2 separate regions of the Triticum aestivum genome follow, and region 1 is linked to region 2. A link is a contact called in public Hi-C data. All regions are on one chromosome and are shown on one strand. Each heading gives the region's core, a stretch centred on a gene start, on an enhancer-like site or on the middle of the called end of the contact. The rest is flanking DNA. Distances are from core to core; before and after follow the strand shown. Region 1 holds the start of LOC123188756 (WPP domain-associated protein). Region 2 holds the start of LOC123188752 (photosystem I reaction center subunit psaK, chloroplastic).

Region 1 (4,975 bases), core at 1,243-3,742, 540 kb before region 2:
TCTTGCTGATACATGAGGCTCCATCTCGATATCACGAAGTATCATTTCATCACTCTCTTGCTTGGTTAGCTCTGGATTTTCATGATTATTTTCAATGAAGTGTTCCTTTTCTAGTAACAACAACTTTTCTGTTAGCTTCTGATTTTCTTCATTAGCTAAACGCAATGCCTTCTCCCTTTCTGAGAGTTTAGCTTCAAGTGAGGACACTTCTGCTTGAGAATTCCGTGAGGCATCTTCCATGCTGGTCCTACAGTCATCAACAAAATTTCTTGTCACAGTTCGGTATACTTCATCTCTAATAGTGCTTTCAACATAGAGATCCTCATAGTCTCCTTTAATGATGCCGACTTGTCTCATAATTTGTTCTTCAAGTGACAATCGAAGTGATATTTCCCTCCTGGCATCAGATATCTGGCACGATAATTCCTTAATATCATTCATCTTTTCTGCAAGCAAACCTCTAAGGTGCTGGTTTTCAAGGTACAATGAATCAATTTTATTATCCAATCTGCAATTTTCCTCAAGTGCCTCGCTAGTGCTGCAAACTGTAGGTGCCTTTATGGTACTAGCAATGATTGTGTCAACCCTTGAAATGATGTCAGGAACTTTCTTTCTTAGATGCTCAAATTCTAGATCATGCTTAAGATCTAATGACGCCTTCTCTCGTTTGAATTTGAACAGCTCTTCCGTTTTATCTTGTAAGTACAATTCATGCAACCTCTTTAATTTACTAATCTCAGATCTGAAGTAGTTTATGATTTCTTCCCCAGTTGAACCCTTGAGATGCCGAAAGTCGGATTTTTCAGAAATTACTTCTCTGGGACTTACAGATCTCTGTGTTGCAGACTTCTTGGTTTCCACACTGGAAGATGCAGAGTGTTCCTCCCCTGTTTTATTTCTTAAGAGATTGTATTTCCATCTGTTACTCCTGTTACCCAGATTTTCATGCTTACTGCGGGGACTATGTGATTCATCTTCTGAAGGTAACAGCATATCCGAAATAGACATCAACTCTTGACGGATTGCACCGCACTGAACCACAGTTTCCTTCCGGTTCTCCCTTAGATTGTTAACAATGGAACTTTGTTCAAAAAACCTCCTCTCTAGCTCATCCTCAAGAGTTCTGATACAGTCTCCAATCATAATGCCGGTGACCTCTAATTGCAAGTCATGCTCCCACTGAAGATCGTGAATTGAAGCGTTGAACAGGCTCAACATGTCCTTAATTTGCCGGAACACCAGTATCAAGAGTAGCTTAAGGTCATTGAACACCTCATCTATCTCTACTATTGGCTTTCCATGATGGCATATCACAGGGCATGAAACATCTGCATCACTGTCATGAACAAAGTTCTGGCTTCTCAAGAGCATCATATCCTCCTTGAGCCTATTAAGCTGTTGATCGACTTCCAGTTTCATCAAATCTAAGTAGTCTGTGTAGTTGATCTCTACATCTGCATCCAGAAGGTGTTGGTGTAGCCGCGACATTACAGTTGCAAACGCCTCAAAGTTGCTTCCGATATCACAGCTGCAATTGCAGGAGAACAAGGATGGCGGTGGTGGCACTGGTGAACCTTCCAAAGACGAGGGTGTGTCGAGAGAAGGCCGATTGAGCAAGGACAAACCATTGTGAGGTGTGCATCGGGATTGGCTAGTGTTGGCTGCTGGTATGGTCAGCCTAGCAAGAAATGGATCCATTCCTTGGTCAAACACCTGCAGCATTTATTTTAAAGAAAAATTACAAACAATTAGTTCTAGGATGATGTTTACGCTTTGGCAGTAGTAGAAAAATGTGCAAGCGGGGCACAGTGTTGCCTCATTGTGATGTACAATTCGCTTCTCACTTAACGGCCGGCCATTACAATGGGCAGCAAACAGCAAAAATTGTATCTACTCCAGTCCAGCCCACACCAAAAAAACCAGTTGCGGTAAAAATGCACGGAAGTCTAACAGCAGTTGGTTCTCCCTGCTCTTCTTATCCCTACCATTACCAAATACTGGTAGGAAGCCAACCAACAGCAGAGCGCACAGTTGATTCTCTCGCGCAGCTCCCTCGGCTGTCCATAGAACCATAAACAAAAACGGCTGACACGCGTTTCCAGTTACAACCAGCGGCAGCGGGTGACACTCGGTTAACAAGCAAGCTCAACCCAACCCCGAGCCGAGACGGTTGATTTACCGCCAAAATTGACAGTGCAAAAGGAAGCGGAAGCGGGAGCGCGGAGAAACACTTACGGGCTCGATCTGCGCCATGGGCAGGAGTTGCGGCTCCGGCTCCGAAAGCCGTGGCCGCCCCGAAGGGGAGGAGAGGAGCTAGGGTTGGGAGAGGTGGTTGCAGCGGGAGAAGAGGGCAAGGACAGAGAGGCGGTGGAGGAGGGAGCGGTGAAAGCGGGCTGAGGATTGGACCAGGCGGCCGATCGCTGGCTTGGCTTGGCTTGCCGCGGGGAAGACGACACACCAGACAAGTCACCACCGGGCGGGGCGGGGCGGGGCGAGGCGGACGGCGCGGGGTGGTAATAATAACCAACGGACCAGCTGCGGCACGGCCATTTTTGATCGCACGGCACGGAGAAGCTGACGTCGGGGTCCATTTCAACGCGGGGCCCATCGGACGGCGGGGTGGTTGGGAGGTGGGAGTGTGTAGCGACCGCGTAGTGTGGGACACGTGCTGTGTGGCTGGGGCCCAGCAGTCGGTGGGGGAGAGGGAGAGAGAGAGAGAGAGAGAGAGTGGGGTGCTGAGCTGGACTGATTATACACGTACAGTACGGGACAAGAGCGAGGGAGATGCGCATGAGTTTGAGGGTGGCCGTCGGATGTGCCCGGTGTGGCGAGCTGGTTCGCCGCTCCCATGGCTTTTTGCCCTTGGGCTTTTTCCTTGACTTTTGGTCTCTTGTCTTTGCTGCCAAATATTTGTCCCTTCATTTGCGGTTATATTATTCTTGGTTTTTTTAGGGTTATTTTACTCTTGGTTGATTCATCGTAGTATCTATTTTTAGTTAATGACTCAAGTAATCGCGTATCAATCGTTTTTCTTTTCGCATGACTAAAGTAAGGATGTCCTAATTATAGGCTCGAAGAATCGAATTTTAAAGCACGACATTAATAGGTCATTGATACTTTTTTCTAGACAAGTCAAAGGCTGACCCTCCTTTTTATGTGTGCTTTTTAATTTTCAAAAAAAAAGCTTTAGTCCAGCTCAATATATAAAGCAATGATTATCAACAGTTGATACTGTTGAGTATATGTGTTATGTGCATATTATATATTGGGCCCGTTTTCTAGTTTCTTATATAGTTGGGGTTCATGGTCCATCTTTATACGTCATATATACGTGTTTATGCATCAAGAGCAATACATCGTACAATTCACATATGCTACATGATATCAGTTTTTTTTAGCTTTTCTCGCTTCCGCCGCCATCTCCCGCTCACCCGATCTCCCTGCCGCCGCCAATCAATCCACGGCAGCCTCCCGCATGACGCATGACGTGCCTCCCGTGCGCCAACCGCCCCCGCGAGCCGCGCGCTACCCCTCCCGCGAATGACCTGCCTCTCGCGCGACGCGCGACTCCCGTCTCCCGCGCGCCAACCGCCCCCGTGAGCCGCCCGCCACCCGCCACCCGCGCACCCGCCTAGCCGCTCTTGCATCACCGCACCGCGAACCCGCCTAGCCGCTGCTGCATCACCGCTCCGCGAACCCGCCTAGCCGCTGCTGCCTCACCACTGTTGCATCACTCGAGCCGTCCGAACCACATCTCCGTTGCTGCTGGCGCAAAGTCACTGCCGCTCGTCCGCCAGCCGCATCACCCGAGCTGCCCACTCCGTCCCGTCCTCGCTATGTCGTCCGTCACCTCCTCCGTGTCCACCAACTCCAACCCATTCGCCGACGCCAACCCTCCCGACGTCAATGACATCCGCAGCCTCAACATCTTCGAGCGGGTGCCGGTTCGTCTCAGGCGGACTCCTCGTACTACACGTGGAAGACCTACTTTTCCCTCGTGTTTCGGGAGTATCATCTCGTTGATCACGTGGACGGCACCGTCGACTCCAGCCTCGTCCCCAAGTTACATGACTGGTCCACCATCGACACTGATACGTCTCCAACGTATCTACTTTTTCTCACGTCTTTCCTCTTGTTTTGGACTCTAATTTATATGATTTGAATGAAACTAACCCCGGACTGACGCTGTTTTCAGCAGAACTACCATGGTGTTGTTTTTGTGCAGAAATAAAAGTTCTCGGATTGGAACGAAACTTTTTGAGGATTTTTTATACCAATAATAAGAATTTCTGGAGCCAATACCCACCGGAGAGGGGCCCTTGGGTGGGCACAACCCACCAGGGCGCGCCCCCCTCTCCTGGCGCGCCCAGGTGGGTTGTACCCACCTGGTGGCCCCGCTGACAACCCCCCTGATACTATAAAATCACATTATTCAGAAAAAATAAGGAAAAAAGAATTATCGCGATCCACGAGACGGAGCCGCCGCCAAACCCTGTTCTTCCTCGGGAGGGCAGATCTGGAGTCCGTTTGGGGCTCTAGAGAGGGGGATCTTCGATCTTCGTCATCACGAACCTATCTCCATCGCCAATTCCATGATGCTCCCCACCGAGAGTGAGTAATTTCTTCGTAGGCTCGCTGGTCGGTGAGGAGTTGGATGAGATTCTTTATGTAATCGAGTTAGTTTTGTTAGGGCATGATCCCTAGTATCCACTATGTTCTTAGATTGATGTTGCTATGACTTTGCCATGCTTAATGCTTGTCACTTTGTGCCTGGGTGCCATGATTTCAGATCTGAACCATTTATGAATTCATCATTTGTAACACCCACAATGCGGCTATATCTCCCACGTGTCGGGGCACGACTTAGAGGCATAGTCGCATGGTAGGTTTGTCGCAAGAGGGGTAATCTTCACACAATCCCATGTACTGAATAGAAAGGGATAAAGAGTTGGCTTACAATCTCCACTTCACACAA
Region 2 (5,535 bases), core at 158-2,657:
CCAAACTTTTGATGTCCTTACGCATCGGCTCACCAGCATACTAAGATATCCAAATATACCTATCTTACCCAAAAAATTAATTAAAATACTAACAGGCACAAGTGATGGGACATTTGGAGCGGAGAATTTTGGAAGTCAACAGAAAGAGAATCAAGGTTGTAAAGCCTGGATCCAAGACATCATTTGCAACTACTGAAGCCCGAGGGACATACACCCCCCCATTCCATGTAAGCTGTTACCATGAACTGGATAGATATATACAATCTGGTATTGGTAATATGTACTCCATTTTTCTTCAGCAATATGCTATGCACTTATGCTAACATTTATTTGAGGCTTGCAGGTTGAGCTATATCGTAACGATCAGCACCGTTTCAAGATTGTCGTTGACGGTGATAACGAAGTTGACTTGATGGTTCAAACGCGGCATATGCGAGATCTTGTCATTCTGGTGATCAGGGGCCTCGCCCAAAAGTTCAACAGCACCTCCCTCAACTCACTTCTCAGGATAGAGGCATGAAAACATGATATATCTGAGAATGTACGTCAATCAGGAACGTATGTTGTTCAATACCGGTGTTGCAATTTGTTGGTTTGTAGTGTGTATTTTGTAGGATTTGTAGCGTGTCAGCTTGTTTGATCCTTTTGTTCTTCTAAAGAACCAACACACAAGAGCTAGTGGCCCTTGTGACTCTGTTTTTTTTACATGTCTCATGAAATGTATATAGGGTTTTCAGAGTGTGAGAGAGTGGTGTTGTATTCAAATACAGCTTGCGCATGCCATGCCGTCATAATATCAGGTCATATTGTTGATGATCAATCATTCCTCTTTATCGTAGTGATGTCAGGATTGGTATTCGGTGTGCTCTGAGGTACTACCGTCATGGTGTATGTGACATTACGACTTGGAAGACGCATCACACACTTTATTTTCATTGGCAAATTCGTGTGTGCCACGTAAAACCAAGTTTTTTTTGTTTTGAATTTGCAGGTTGCAAATATACTCCCTTCGGTCCTTTTTACTCCGCATATTAGAGTTGTGTCAAGTCAAATTTTGTAAACTTTGACTAAATTTATATTAAAAAATAACAACATCTACAATACCAAATATATATACCATGAAACTACATTTCATAATGAATCCAATAATATTAATTTGACATTGTGAATGTTGATACTTTTTTCTATAAATTTAGTTAAAATAGACATGCTTTGACTTTGAATAAAACTTATATACAGACTAAAAAGGATCGGAGGAAGTAGTTATTTATTTATTTAACAGTAACGAAAAGAGCTAATTATTTTACTGAACCGTTTCATGCCGGTGATGCCGTCAGCAAAAGAATAGCGACAGACGGAGAGGAGCTAGACACGGTGGTGTATCTTATCCGAACTGGCAGGCACTCCCTAACCAGGGGGCGCCACGTCGGTGGCAAGGATCCGAAACCTATCCTCGAGTGGCCGCCGCTCGCCACGCGATCCCCCGTGTGGCTCCGGCTCCACAAGATTTAAGAAAGGAGCTCGTTGAGCATTGCACCTGAGCAATCGCAGCATCCACAGCACACAAATCCGCAGCCATGGCCTCCCAGCTCTCCGCCATGACCTCCGTGCCGCAGTTCCACGGCCTCAGGAGCTACTCCTCGCCCAGGTCCATAGCCACGCTGCCGTCCTTGAGGAAGAGGTCCCAGGGCATCCGCTGCGACTACATCGGCTCCTCCACCAACATCGTAAGATCACACACATAGTACTACGTATACATGCGAATGGGTCAGGCATTGATTGTTTATTTGGTTAAAATAATTACTACTATACGCGGATGCAGATCATGGTGACGACGACGACCCTGATGCTGTTCGCCGGGCGGTTCGGGCTGGCGCCGTCGGCGAACAGGAAGGCTACGGCGGGGCTCAAGTTGGAGGCGCGCGAGTCCGGGCTGCAGACGGGCGACCCGGCCGGCTTCACGCTCGCCGACACGCTCGCATGCGGCTCCTTCGGCCACATCTTGGGCGTCGGCATCGTGCTCGGCCTCAAGAACACCGGCGTCCTCGACCAGATCATCGGCTAGAACCTTCCTTTTCCGTCCATAGCTGTTCTGCATTCGCATCGCGCGCTCCATGTAGTGGATCAATTAATGCTCCCTTCGTGATTTGATCATGTGGTGTAGTACAATGTATGTGTATGCATCTTTGTTTCAGCGGGACGTACCGCCGCGCCGGTGTGGCAACTCCTTCATCCCATGCGTTTTTCATCATCTATAGTATCTTTCACATGGTGAAGATCGTCCTGTGCTATAGAAAGAACAACATAGAGTCCAAAAACTAAATAAGTACTCCCTCTGTGAAGGAATATAAAATTGTTTAAATCACTACTTAGACCAGTTAATGATCTAAACGATCTTATATTTCTTCACAGAGAGTAACAATAAAAGTGCAAAACAACTCGTGTCGCCCCCTCTCACGGCTTGAGGAGAAACCAGCGACGCCTCCTCTTCCACCCCTCCCCTTTCTCCTCCCGCCGTCACCAGAGGTGCCGCCGCCGAAGCTCGGCTGGCTTTGAGGAGCTTCTTTGGCCGTGTGGCGTGGTAGTGGCTGCTACCCGGAGGGGTCGCTCGGTGCGGGTGTCGTCGGCTGGTGTTAGAGTTGTGCTGAATATTGTGTACAAGGTAGGTTATAGTTAGACTCTGCGTCGTATGGTGTGTAGACAGAGTATGTTGTGGTGTCATAGTAGGACTTTTGTATCTTATAGACACACGAAGTAACAACCTATGCCAACATAACAGGACATACATGCAGGGGAGCTGGTGTGTGGTATTGTAGCGGTATCATGGAGATGAGCATCCATAGTCAGGCTCAGGGATGTAGCCGATGTTCGGTGAACCTTGTTAGCAAATCTCACTGTCGTGCCTCGTGTGATTGCTTAGTCATCAGTGGATCGCCTCAAATTATTCTAACAAGTGGTATCATGAGCAAGTTTCAAGGAGGTCGCAGATTGTTGATCTAGAGGAACGGTGCCAATCTTGTATGGTTCGCTTGGAAGCAGGAGAGAAGATCATATCACGTTCAGAGGCGACAAGTTTGAGACTGTGCATGAGATGTGACAAAGGTATTGGAACGGTGAGGCAAATGGAAAGCGAAGACGCGCAACACCAGAGGCCCTCGACTTGTGTGATCTCGCCGAGATCGATCCTAACAGCAGAACCCAACACCTGTTGTAGACTGTGCATGTAGCCACGTGTGCGTACCCAACAATAGAAGATCTAGATTAAAGCTACCGCAGGCTCGAGCCAGGCATCCTTTCGACCAAGCGCTCACCCCCTTGGACGCTGCTTTGGCCCAACCCACCCCGGAGGCCCAGCTCGTCGTCCAGCACGCCGCCTGGTACTCACGATGGAGTTGTTGGGTTTCCCAGAAGAGAAAGAGTGAAGCAGTATAGTAGCAGATGGTATTTCCCCTCAATTAAGAAACAATGTTTATCAAATCAGTAGGAGGCACCACACCAGCAATGTAGACAGTACCTACACACAAACACATCAATTGCTTGCACCCAAGAAAAGTAAGGGGTCGTCACTCCCCTTGTTCTCGCCAGTTGCAAGATTAAAACTGATAGTGATAGATAAAGTAAATAAAAAGTAAGAAGAAAATAAAGAGAGCAAACAAAGCAATTGTAGGATTCTTAGTATTATGGAGAATGGACCGAGGGGCCACAGGTTCATTAGGCCTCTCTCGAAAGCATAGTAATGGTGGGTAAACAAATTACTGTCAGGCAATTGATAGAATTGAGCATAGTTATGATGATCATCCATGTCATAATCATTACATAGGCATTACGTCCGTGACAAGTAGACAGCTAATCCAAGTGCATCTACTACTATTACTCCCACACCAAGACAACTATCCAGCATGCGTCTCAAAGTATTAAGTTCATGACAAACAGAGTAACACTTTAAGCAAGATGACATAATGTAGAAAAAATAAGATAAATCAATATGACCAAACCCCGTCGTTTTATCCATAGTAGCAACAATACAATACGTGCCTTTGCCCCTCATGTCATAAGGCAAGATCACAACAAGATTAAACCTACCACAAAGCACCTCTCCTGCTGAAGATAAATCAATCTAATTTGGCCAAAGTAGACAGATAGATTAGAGAGAAATACAAAGCTATAAAATTACGCAGCAAAGAGATCACAAGAGACTCAAATAAATCCAATAAATAATCAGATCATAAACCCACAATTCACCAGATACCAACAAACACACCGCAAAAGATTACATCAGATTGATCTTAGAGAAGATCATTGTATTGAAAATAAAAAAAACAAAGAGAAAGCCATCTAGATACTACTATGGACCCGTAGGTCCTAAGGAACTACTCACACACACTACTGCAGGATGCTGCTAACACGACACTACGATCAGAGACCCTTCGACGAAACTGTGTGCGATGCAATAGTCGCAAAAGGTGATGTAAAAACCCGCCAAAAAGGCGCAAAACGTTTGCGATGACAGATGCATCAAACACGGTTCATATTTTAGTTGCGTGTGCGATGCAGGGCATATGATTTAGTTCAATGAACTGTTTGTGATGAGGCAGAAGAATAGAAACGGGCAGCCAGATGAAGGTGTGTGCGATACGACATACGGTTCATTCGGATGAACTATTTATGATTAGGCAAAACAAAAGAAACGGTCAGTTAGATCAAAGTGTGTGCGATAGAGGGCAAATAGTTCACTCGAATAAACTGTTTGCGTTGAGCCAAGATAACAGAAACAGTTTAATATATCAAGATGTGTGTGATAAGCGACAAACAGGTCTGTAATCAGAAATGTGTGCGAAGACCGATAATAACACAGACGATTGCTTCTAATAAGACGTATGTGATATGCTCTGTCTATGCAACATCTATTGGCCATTGGGCGATGGGCGGTCATCCGGATATGCCATAATGATGCGAAGAGGCATCCTATATGAGCAAGGACTAGCTGTTCCACCAATATCTCGTCTAAGAGAACTCTCAAGTTAACTGTGCTCAGGCTAAAGCCGCTTTCAGATGGGTAACTGGATGGGAAGTTGTCTTGATGTTAAATTAATTGATGGGATGAGTCATAGAGATCAAATTAAATGACATCTATGATCCATCCCATCAGTTAAGTTAACCTCGAGGTCCTTGCTTTTTTAACACATGTTAAAGAAGGTCTACTACAATACTTTTTGACAATGTGCAATACGTGGCATACAGTTGATCTATCCGACCTGTTTGTGATGGAATAAGCCATGTGTGTTGTGGGCAAACGCTTGCTAGTATACAACCGTTTGCAATTGATGAATTCATCACCAACGGGTTCCCTAGTGTGGCATGTATTCATCTGATCCTCATCTCATTCTTGTGTTAGCTCGATGTTCCTTATATGCTAAGTTTCCATTAATTGATGGCGTTTTATGAACACACCACTGTTTCTTGTTATTTCCTCGCCTGTTTTCTGCCACCCAGCAATATTACGCATAAACCTAGGCAGCGTGCGACACATGGAGG

What was found. Hi-C and Micro-C count contacts between places; a contact is called where the count stands out from the background.
Region 1: a Hi-C map of leaf shows a contact between it and region 2, with 4 times the contacts expected there. The contact joins the promoter of LOC123188756 here to the promoter of LOC123188752 in region 2. A contact is called at or near these places in 3 of 5 Hi-C or Micro-C datasets (all in leaf).

The regions. Positions count from the first base shown.
Region 1 is chr2A:389,053,411-389,058,385 of IWGSC CS RefSeq v2.1, reverse strand. It overlaps LOC123188756 (WPP domain-associated protein), which reads right to left and starts at 2,492. Exons shown (of 6, transcript XM_044600992.1): 1 at 2,236-2,492; 2 at 1-1,713. The coding sequence starts at 2,253.
Region 2 is chr2A:388,508,342-388,513,876 of IWGSC CS RefSeq v2.1, reverse strand. It overlaps LOC123188752 (photosystem I reaction center subunit psaK, chloroplastic), which reads left to right and starts at 1,407. Exons shown (of 2, transcript XM_044600988.1): 1 at 1,407-1,727; 2 at 1,823-2,232. The coding sequence starts at 1,578. The coding sequence ends at 2,065. LOC123188753 (187-kDa microtubule-associated protein AIR9) reads left to right here. Exons shown (of 37, transcript XM_044600989.1): 36 at 96-227; 37 at 344-820. The coding sequence ends at 520.